Regions from separate parts of the Mus musculus genome. Here all the other regions are linked to region 3. Evidence: chromatin contacts called from public HiChIP or PLAC-seq and promoter capture Hi-C data. All regions are on one chromosome and are shown on one strand. The core of a region is the stretch at or near the end of the contact, and the rest is flanking DNA. Distances in the headings are between cores, read along the strand shown.

Region 1 (2,847 bases), core at 333-2,832, 420 kb after region 3:
CCAACCAATAGCCCAAGTTCCTACTTGTTACCTTTTCCAGAGGATGGGACTCCTCTCCTGTGCTCCAGGATTGGGACTCGCCCTCAACCACCAAGATCTTAGGGTTGCAAATGTGCACCTAAGAAAAATGTTTTCTACCAAAGGTTCTTAACTTTATTCTCTATCTCTAACCTGTGTGTGTGTGTGTGTGTGTGTGTGTGTGTGTGTGTGTGTGTGTGTGTGTGTGTGTGTTTTAACATCTTGCCAAGTCCAGGTGTTTGCTCAAAATCTATATCCAGAACAGCTCCAGAGAAGTAACCCAGAGATGCTCCGATCTATTCTCACAGACACAGATACTTTTACTGGACCTGCTCCTTCCTATCCACAGACCCTGGACAGCAAGGAAATAGCCAACTCTCCTAAGACTGGACCAACATCCCCATACTCATTTTCTTAGGCTTCCCAGAGACATGTCACCCCAAAGTCAGCAGGAAGTAGCTAAAGATCATGACAACCCTATTCCTGCTTCATCATCACCTCTTTCTAATATTTCCTTTTTTAAATTAAACCAAAATGGAGGAATGTTGGTATTCCTTCTAGGTACTACAGTTACCTGGCAACAGCTAGGTATTCTGGCTCACTCTAAAGGGGCCTGTCTGCCCCCTCCCCTCTCTCTCTCTCTCTCTCTCTCTCTCTCTCTCTCTCTCTCTCTCTCTCTCACACACACACACACACACACACACACACCCTTCTTTCCCCATTCCTCTCCCCCTCTCCCTCTCTCTCCACAGGTTCCTGACTGGCCTCTCCCCCCACCCCCAGTCTCTCCTCTCTTTCTCTCTCTGCCTTTCTCTCTCTCTACTCCCTCCTCAACTCCCCTCCCCATGCCCTAAATAGACTCTATTCCATACTATATCCATCATATGGCTGGTACCTCAGAGGAAAGGGATGTCTTAGCATGGGCGGGAAGATGCACCCCCTTCCACCTCACCATACTGCGCCTCTACCAAACATATCCCTAGCTTCCTTTTCTTTTTATAAAACACAAGTTGTTTTGTTTGTTTGTGGGTTTTGTTGTTGTTGTTGTTGTTGTTGTTTGGGTTTTGTTTTTTGTTTCTTAATTTCCCTTGATGCTCAAACAACACAAAGCTCAGAAATACCCACTGCCAGGAAGAAGGCTACAGAAGGCAGCTGGTGGTCCTGGTTTCCCAACAGGACTCTGAAGCCAGGCATCAACTGACTGTTGTGGCCCAAGCCACCACTGAGAGGAGGTCACACCAAACTGAGAGAGACCAGATCAGATAACTCAGTCTCAGATCTCAGAACAGGCAGGCTCCCAGGCAGCCAGATCTCAGAGGACACAAGCTACTCTGGTGCCTAGATGCCCATCTCTTCACCGTCATACCTCAGAGCATAGGAAAGCTTCCCAAGGGAGAAATCCTGAAGGTTGGGACATGTATCAAAGACAGAATCACCCAATGCAACTGCCAGAACTAGCTGAAGTTGTCATTTGTCTTGTATTTAAACAGACTGAGATTGAAGCCACAGGGATACTGAGTGGTTACTCATTCGTCCATGTGTCTAAACCTCCTGAGTTCCAGCAGAACCTGGGCCCATAGGATGGCAGCATCAGTGGCACAGGGCTGAAGCAGCTGCATGTTCTGTGCATGTAAGTGTAGACCCCTGTCACATAATTCTACCACCAATTAGGATTGTGTCATAATTTATTACTTTCTTTGCAAAATTAGAAAAACTAATCGGCAAGGCTTATAATTTCAAACATACTAAGTCCCCTTACACGTGTTTAATAAATGATTGAGTTTTCTATATTCTGTCTGTGTCTGTGTGTGGTATACACGTGTATAACATTATGTTTTCTAGTTCCTCTTTTTCTTACATTTCCTGTGTGCTGAGCTGGGGTATTTGGTTTTTTGAATGATGTAATGGGTTAACAAGATAATGTATCAGGAAGGAAATCTTTTAAGGTCCAAGGACCTCAACACTACCTTTTGTTTCGGTTTGATTAAACGGATGGAATTCCACGCAGTGGAAAGTTGTGCAGGTGGCTGCCCGGGAGCTCACACACCCTCCATGAGCAGTGATGGGAAGGCTCTGCGTGAAAGTGGCCGATGGTTCCTGGCATCTTACACTTGACCTGCACTTCCCTAGTGCCCTGAATCTTGACGTTCATGATCCAGCTTCGGTAACAATAAGAAAAAGTGATGTTTTCACTTTTGAAATTCTAATCATCAGAGAAAGGAGTGGGTGACTGCCTAGAAAAGCGACTCATACATTCCTTTGAAAGCAATTATTGCACGAACTTCTAGGGGCCATTGGGGCCTCCAATAACTGTGGGAGGAGGTTTTCTTTTCTGAATAAAAATGACTGCAAGTCGTGATCAGGGTTATTCTTCACTTTGTACATTAACACTAGGAAGATGACAACCATCAACCAAAACTTCAAGTGTAATATTTTGGAAAGTTTGGCATGGCCCAATTCTAGTTAAATTGAATTTTTTCTAATTAAAGATAAATATATTTTGAAATGACAGAATGCTTAGATGATAGTTTCCAATGAATTGTAATATTGAAATGAGAATTAATTAAAAAACGATAAGTTGTAAATTTAACATCCACTTTTAAAAAGAGGCACATGCCTTACCGATTTGACTAGTTTTTTTTTTTTTCTGACTAGCTGCATTTTGAAAATATACAGAACTGGAGAGGTTATTATCAATACAATGGGTATCTTAACATCACAGTAAGTTTGGGTGCATTTGTCAAGTAGAAGACAACCCGGCTTACTGGACAGGGCTCTGACTGTGTGCTAATGAATATTTGAGGTGTAATTCACTTGTCAATAAGACAG
Region 2 (3,301 bases), core at 407-2,906, 470 kb after region 3:
CTATGAGAAGCCAATTATATAGAGGAAGAGGATTATCAAGTTAATGAAGACACTGCTTTCAAGAATGTGCATTCTAGTGGTGGAACTAAATAACTATAGCCGAAAACTAGAGTAGACTAGATACCACCAGATTTTGGTATAGGAGTTCAAGAGAGGGTGTAATTTGGTTGAGGAAATGGAAAGACTCCCACAGATAAAGTATCGTTTGGTGTGGACTTTGCAGGAGGACAAGGTTTGGACTGGAAAATTGAGAGGCTTGGTGTGAGACTGTATCATGGGCAATGATTCAATGTAGAAGAGTTACCAAACAAAGTTCCCTCTATGCAGCTGCAGTGTTAAAAGTGGCAAGTAGCCAATAAGCAAGAAGGGTAGGAGAAGCCAGAGAATGTAGTGGATCCCACTGTAGAAAGCCACCCTTGATTCAGAAAACAGTGCAAACCCCTTGGAGGTTCTTTAGCAGACAAATTCTTTGAAGAGACCATTGCTTAGACATCATTTGGCTATTGAGACTAGCCAGCAGGCATATGCCTCACCGAGAAAATCAGAGGAGGGAGGAGAAATGTAAATGGGCCCTAGACATAGAGAAGCCCACCCTCAAACATTCAAGTGTGTGTCCCTAAGAACTTCTCTTCCTCTTAACCCTTCCTCTATACGGAAAGTTTCTGCTTCATGCTAGCTTGTCCTGAAATAGTTTTTTACACTGGCTAGCCTGAGCTGAGGTCCCTTAAAAAAATTAAAGTAAAATACAATAAATTGATGGTGGTGGTGGTGGTGGAGGAGGAGGAAGTCCTCAGGCTGCTGTTTGGCAACAACAGAGTTGTGTCCCATTTTCTGCCCTGCTGACAGTCCATATGTCCGGAAGCATATCTGAGGCTTCAGTATTACAGAACACCTTCTTCCACTCCAGTTCTCTTCCTTCACCACTCACTCTCTTAGATTAGCCAGCATCAGTGACTCTACCCCCTAGCCTTTGCTACCAAATCCAGATGCTGTTGCAGTTGTGAGATTGGAACTGTCTTTCAGGCTAGACTTTGCTGAGTGACTCCTTGTTACTAGCAACATGGTTCCATTTCGAGTGTAAATACAAAGACAGGATGACTCTACACCTCAGAGAGCGTAAAACACCACCATGTGCCAGAACCACCCACCCAGCAGGCACAGACTGATAAATAAAAATTATTTTGAGAAGTAGAAAAATTGCGACTCTATAAACTTATTAAGTCAATAAGTGTTGGGGCCGGCCTGTGGCTCTCATGTCTGGGTTCGAGCCTGGGAGGCAGCCTGGAGCTGAAAGAGAAGAGGGAATCTAGGTGGGTCGAGAAATAATGGAACCAAGACGTGCTAGTCTGCTCAAGGTTCAAATGTTTAATGGCAGACACGCTTTATAAAGGAGGGGGGAGGCCTATTCCCACCAATTCACCCTTGGCGCCCAGCTGCAGGTGACCACGTGCAGGATAGGGTGTAGTCTCCAGAATAGCTAGGCCAACTCCCAGCTGGTAGCAGCGACAGTGGCTGAACAATAGAGTAATCTAGGGAGGCAGGCTCCACCCTAGGTAATCTCCTTAGTGGCAGCAAAGTTGAGGTCTGGTTCAGCCAGCTTCAGGCTGGGTGGAGGTCACAAATAAGGGACACATGACACATGGATGTATTACAATCTTATCAGCAAAACCATGCCTGAGAATTTAAGAAGTATCCCTCCAGAAGGAAGTGATACAACACCCTTGTCTGGACCTCGGAAAGAGGAAGGCACTTGGCCCTGCGATGGCAGTTTCCCCATAGATATGTCATCAAACGACTCATTGTGTCAAGGAACAGCAGGCAGAGAGCTCTTGTTGGCTCTGTACCTCCTGTTGATGTGGCGTCCTCAAGTTGCTCTCCATCTGAACCCAGTACTTCAGTTTATCTCTTCAACTTCCACAGTCCTTTGCCTTGATTCTGCAGTTTAGCTAGACTGTGAGTCCCAGTTCAGCTTTGACCTGAAGTTTGGCCCTGGAAGGTGCACAGGGCCTTTACTCCCCACAGAGCCTCTTGGGTCTCTGTCAGCTTCCCCTGCTTCTGCTTCTTAGGCCTCTTGGAGCTTCTTGAACTCTACCGTGGCCTCTTTAACCCACTGTAACCATTCTGAAACCTAGAGATGTAGATCTAGATTAATTTACTATGTGATGTATAAGGTATGATCTGAGAGTTAATATCAATAATTAAGATTAGAATAAAAGATATATTTGCCTCTACTGGTTATCAAGCACATCAGAATTCTATGGAAAATTACAATCAATAAAACCACTATATATTGTAAATTAATTGCTATTCAACCATTCTGAGGGCTAGAGAGAGGGATCATTGATTCACTGCTCTTGCAGGGGACAGTTCGGTTCCTGTCACCCCCTTTGGGTGGCTCATAACCTCCTGTAACTCCAGCTTTAAGAGATCTCACACCCTCTTGTCATCTTTGTGTGTACCTGCACTTACATGTACATATCCCCATATGGACAAACAACTATAAATAAATAACTTGATTAAAAACAAATATAAATAAACATATCCATACTTTATAGAGTACTATCTACCCTTAAAATGATGTTGAGGAAAGAGAGGCCCATTGGACTTGCAAACTTTATATGCCCCAGTACAGGGGAACTTCAGGGCCAAAAAGTGGGAGTGGGTGGGTAGGGGGGAGGGTATGGGGAACTTTTGGGATAGCATTGGAAATGTTGGAGGAAAATACCTAGTTAAAAAAAATGATGCTGAGGATATATAAAATATGAGCAAAAGACAGAAGTAACAATGTACATATAGCATAGTTTTATATTAAAATCATAAAAATAGAAATGTATGCCTATTTGTTTTAGAAAAAAACATAGAAACAAACTTAACTCTTGCTCAAAAATTAAGAATTTCAAGATGGCGACAGCAAACAGGTACTTAAGCTGAGCACGGGGCCTGGTGCTGTTGTCTGTGTCTAGATGACCTTTAATGTCCTTCATTTGTTACTATTACATTAAGTGTGTGTCTTGCTTTGGTAATAACAAAACAATAAGCAACGGAATAAGAATTTTCCAGTAGGTTGGGAGCTGTGGAACACATATGTGGCTGCAGATATCCATATGAGCACTAATGTTTTCCTACTGCATATCTCCTTTCTCTTGTCTTTCTTGCCTGCTTAGTGTGCATACTGCTAGTTTCCCAAAGGTCCATACACTGAGGGCCTGATCCCAGCTTACAGGTACTGAGAGGTAGTGGAATTTGTAAGACCTAGTAAGATCTAGTGGGAGGAGATTGGGTTACCTTGGGAGGGATTAAT
Region 3 (3,053 bases), core at 100-2,599:
CTGGTCCAGAAGTTTCTCTATTGGTCTCAAACCCAGGCTTTTCCAATGTGCTGGGATGCTATGCATACTTTAGCTATGTCCAGCTAGAGAAGTTCACATTGTATTTGCTGGAGGCAGTTTTTTTTTCTTTTTCTTTTTCTGACACCATCTGCATTTTTCACATGCTGGTGAAAAGTCAAAGTAGGGGGAAGGTTCAAGAGCCAGGAAGTGTTGCTATGTAAATTTCCTGAGCCACCCTGAACTCTTTGCTTAATCATCTTCCCAGGGTTAGAGGCCCTTGGAATAGAAAAGCTCTACGATGAATAACTCATCTTGAAGATGTCATCTCTTTTACACCTGTAGCTCAGGGTGGCTCTTCCTCAGGGGATAAGAAGAAAGGAGACAAGTAAGTGTTCAGATTCTCCAATTCCTCACTCACTGTAGAGGAAGTCTGCTGTGAATTATACTTCTCTTCTTGCTATCCTAAGATCTTCTTATCTCTGGAGCAATTTAGTTTCAGTTTTGTTTTGTTTTGGGGAAACTGAATCATATCTCAGTCACTTCTAGTTCAAAGAACTCTTGCTAAGACTTTATTTATTTATTTATTATATCTGGCTTCACATCTGTTTAAAAGTGGATGCTCCCACCCCCAAGTGGAAATGTTGAGTGACCTGAACTCTTAGAACCAGAGGCTTAGATATTGACAGGTAGTGTAGAGAATGTACTGGAAGCTGTGGCGCTGGGGCTCAAATCCTAGATCTCTAAACTGACAAAGTACTTCAACTTCCTGAGCCTTAGGTTTTAATTTGTGAAAAATTAAAATATTTGGTTAATTTCCTAGGTCAGTGTTTCATACATCAAATGCATCTTCTGTGAGATGCATGCCATAGCTAGCAGACTCTCCTTTTTCTGGCTTCCTTTTCCTACGTTGATTATACTGTCTACATTATCAGGACGATGTTTACAACCCCCACGCCACAATTGGAATCTGGAACAAGGTAGTTTTCAAATCAGTAGTGACCTGTGTCTCTCAGACTAGGCTACGCCCTGTGGACATGGCCCCGCCCCTCTGCTCAGGCCTGTTCTCTTGTAAAAACAGGATTCGCCTCTAGGCACAGGTTCCAACTTTAGTCTTTAGTTTGGTCCTGAAGCTCAGGCTTTGCCCCATTGACCTAGATCTCATCCCTAGGGCCTAAGCCCTGTCCTCTGCCCCGGCCTTCCAAGGCCCCGCCTCCGCCCCGGCCCGCCCCGCCCCGGCCCCGCCCCCGGCCCAAGCGGCGCTTCTCCGTTCGGGCCTGGTGCCAGTGAGGGGCGGGGCTAACTCGGTTCTTGGGCGGGGCCAGAGTGGCGTACACGGAGGCGCTGGCGCCTTGACGTGATACGCTGCCAGTTGACGCAGCTGCGGTGCCGCTGGCCTCCACTCCTGCCTCGGCTCTACTCCTCCGCCCCATGGGTGTCCGAGGCGGCGGGCCGAGCTGGACGTGCTACAGGCTGAGGGTGTAAGCATCAGCGGAGGTCCCGACTCGGGGCTGTTGTGCTGTCAAGTGAGAGGAGCTCGAGAGGCTGCGCGCGGTGAGGGCTGGGAGGTGGCGAGGTGGGCAGCGCCTTTCCGGGTGAGTCTGGAAGGTTTGCGGGGTCGCGGCTGTGGCGCGGGCCTGGGGGTCGGAGGTCGGAGGTCGGAGGTTAAGGTGGAGGCCTAGCAGGCCCTGACAGCCGGGTGCTGGGGTTGCGGGCGGGGGGGGCGGGCGCGCGGACCTGGCGGGGTGGGCAGGGCCGAGCGCCCCGGGTTGGCTCGGCCCTCGTCTGGTAGGGCATACCTGAGTGGACACCTCTCCTGCCAGAGGAAGGTCCACAAGGGTTATCTTCCATCCGGGGAATATTAGATTTCTTCCTTCCTCGCCCCATCGGTTGTGGTGTTGACAGTGGGATGTCCGGTAAAGGGGACGAATTCTTGTAAATTTCCTCTGAGCAGTCATGGGTTCTGGAACGGAGAAAGTAGGTTTCAGGTGGTTTCGCGTTGCTGCTTTCATCCCGTGCATGACAACGAAGCAGATTTAATCTGACAAGTATAAAAGTGGATGAGTTAGTCAGAATATTTGACTTAGCAATGACTGCTATGTGCTATTTTAATATGCGCTCATACAGTTTGTAACAAAAAGGTGAAGCCTTTCCCCACTTTGTAGCTGAGAACCTTGGAACAGAACTGTTTCAAACCTGACTTTCTCACTTTATGGCCCCTCAGTTAGCATGCCACCCCCCCCCCATTACTCAAATGCCTTAAAAGTTTGCAAGGCAAGTGCCCTGTGATAAAATGTGCCAGGTGCCCAGAGTAGAGAGGAAATGAAGGCACAGTTCTTTCCAGCAGACTCGGTGTCAGTAGAAACATTCTTTCAAGGCTGCACTTTTAAGTGTGCCTCGCAGGTAGAACGTCACCATTAGCATCCTGACTCCTACCTCGTGGACTCCTATGTTTCTTTTACATATAAAGTGGTTCTTAAATTATTTTAGTCTTATTTGAGGTGTAGGAATGTAACATTGGACCAAATACTGAAGAGTTTCCTGGTGTGTTTAAATAATTTAGTTTGAAACGGTTGCTCTACCAACAAAGTTAGGATACCTTTTCTAATTGATTGATATGCTGGTCTTTTCAGACTTGTTAAGATGAAGCGCTGCAGAAGGACCTTCAGAAGAGGAAAGATAAACAACATTGAAGATTAAAAAACTAAACAAAATAAAACAAGAAATCTTGTGTAAGTATTTCTGCCTAAGATTTAAAAAAAATCTAATTTCTTATTAAAGTCCAGATAGAGAAAAGTTAACTTTATGCTTCATTTGTGATTCAGTCCATCTGTGACCCACAAATCATTCCATCTGCATTTTGGACTGCTGATACCTGGATACCTGATTGATAATTAACTCAAGTGCTTAACTTTTGCATTGGCATAGGAACGCCCAGGGGAGGGACCAACCATCGCCGGGTGCCAGTTTGCTTTTCTTTTGCTTGCTCTATTATTTGCTCATGTTTACAAAATGCTTAGAAAAGAATATTTATATGTCTCTGTGTGCGCTTGTTA

The links. Promoter capture Hi-C pulls out the DNA fragments that hold promoters and counts their contacts. HiChIP or PLAC-seq counts read pairs in DNA pulled down with a chosen protein or histone mark.
Region 1: a contact with region 3 is called in a promoter capture Hi-C map of hematopoietic stem and progenitor cells, with 2.7 times the contacts expected there. The contact joins the enhancer-like site here to the promoter of 4932438A13Rik in region 3. A contact is called at or near these places in 4 of 39 promoter capture datasets (the HPC-7 cell line, embryonic stem cells, hematopoietic stem and progenitor cells and 1 more), 1 of 484 Hi-C or Micro-C datasets (nephron progenitors), 1 of 115 datasets of contacts at active chromatin or transcription factors (memory CD8 T cells) and 3 of 9 other capture datasets (adipose tissue, liver and macrophages).
Region 2: an H3K4me3 HiChIP or PLAC-seq map of bone marrow-derived macrophages shows a contact between it and region 3, with 4 times the contacts expected there. The contact joins the enhancer-like site here to the promoter of 4932438A13Rik in region 3. A contact is called at or near these places in 1 of 115 datasets of contacts at active chromatin or transcription factors (bone marrow-derived macrophages) and 3 of 9 other capture datasets (liver, macrophages and pancreatic islet).

Annotation. Positions count from the first base shown.
Region 1 is chr3:37,279,124-37,281,970 of GRCm38.p6, forward strand. No RefSeq gene overlaps it. Among named protein-coding and RNA genes, the nearest start is that of Cetn4, 32 kb to the right of the region's middle. Within about 2 kb of position 1,583, at least 44 of the 459 cell types and tissues checked have an H3K27ac peak or open chromatin away from gene starts, as enhancers often do. A contact at or near this core is called in the HPC-7 cell line, hematopoietic stem and progenitor cells and memory CD8 T cells, where this site is marked.
Region 2 is chr3:37,330,600-37,333,900 of GRCm38.p6, forward strand. Fgf2os (a long non-coding RNA gene) reads right to left here. Exons shown (of 4, transcript XR_003954461.1): 4 at 1-3,301. Among named protein-coding and RNA genes, the nearest start is that of Fgf2, 16 kb to the right of the region's middle. Within about 2 kb of position 1,657, at least 43 of the 459 cell types and tissues checked have an H3K27ac peak or open chromatin away from gene starts, as enhancers often do. A contact at or near this core is called in bone marrow-derived macrophages, where this site is marked.
Region 3 is chr3:36,861,757-36,864,809 of GRCm38.p6, forward strand. 4932438A13Rik (RIKEN cDNA 4932438A13 gene) reads left to right here and starts at 1,350. Exons shown (of 86, transcript NM_172679.2): 1 at 1,350-1,592; 2 at 2,631-2,729.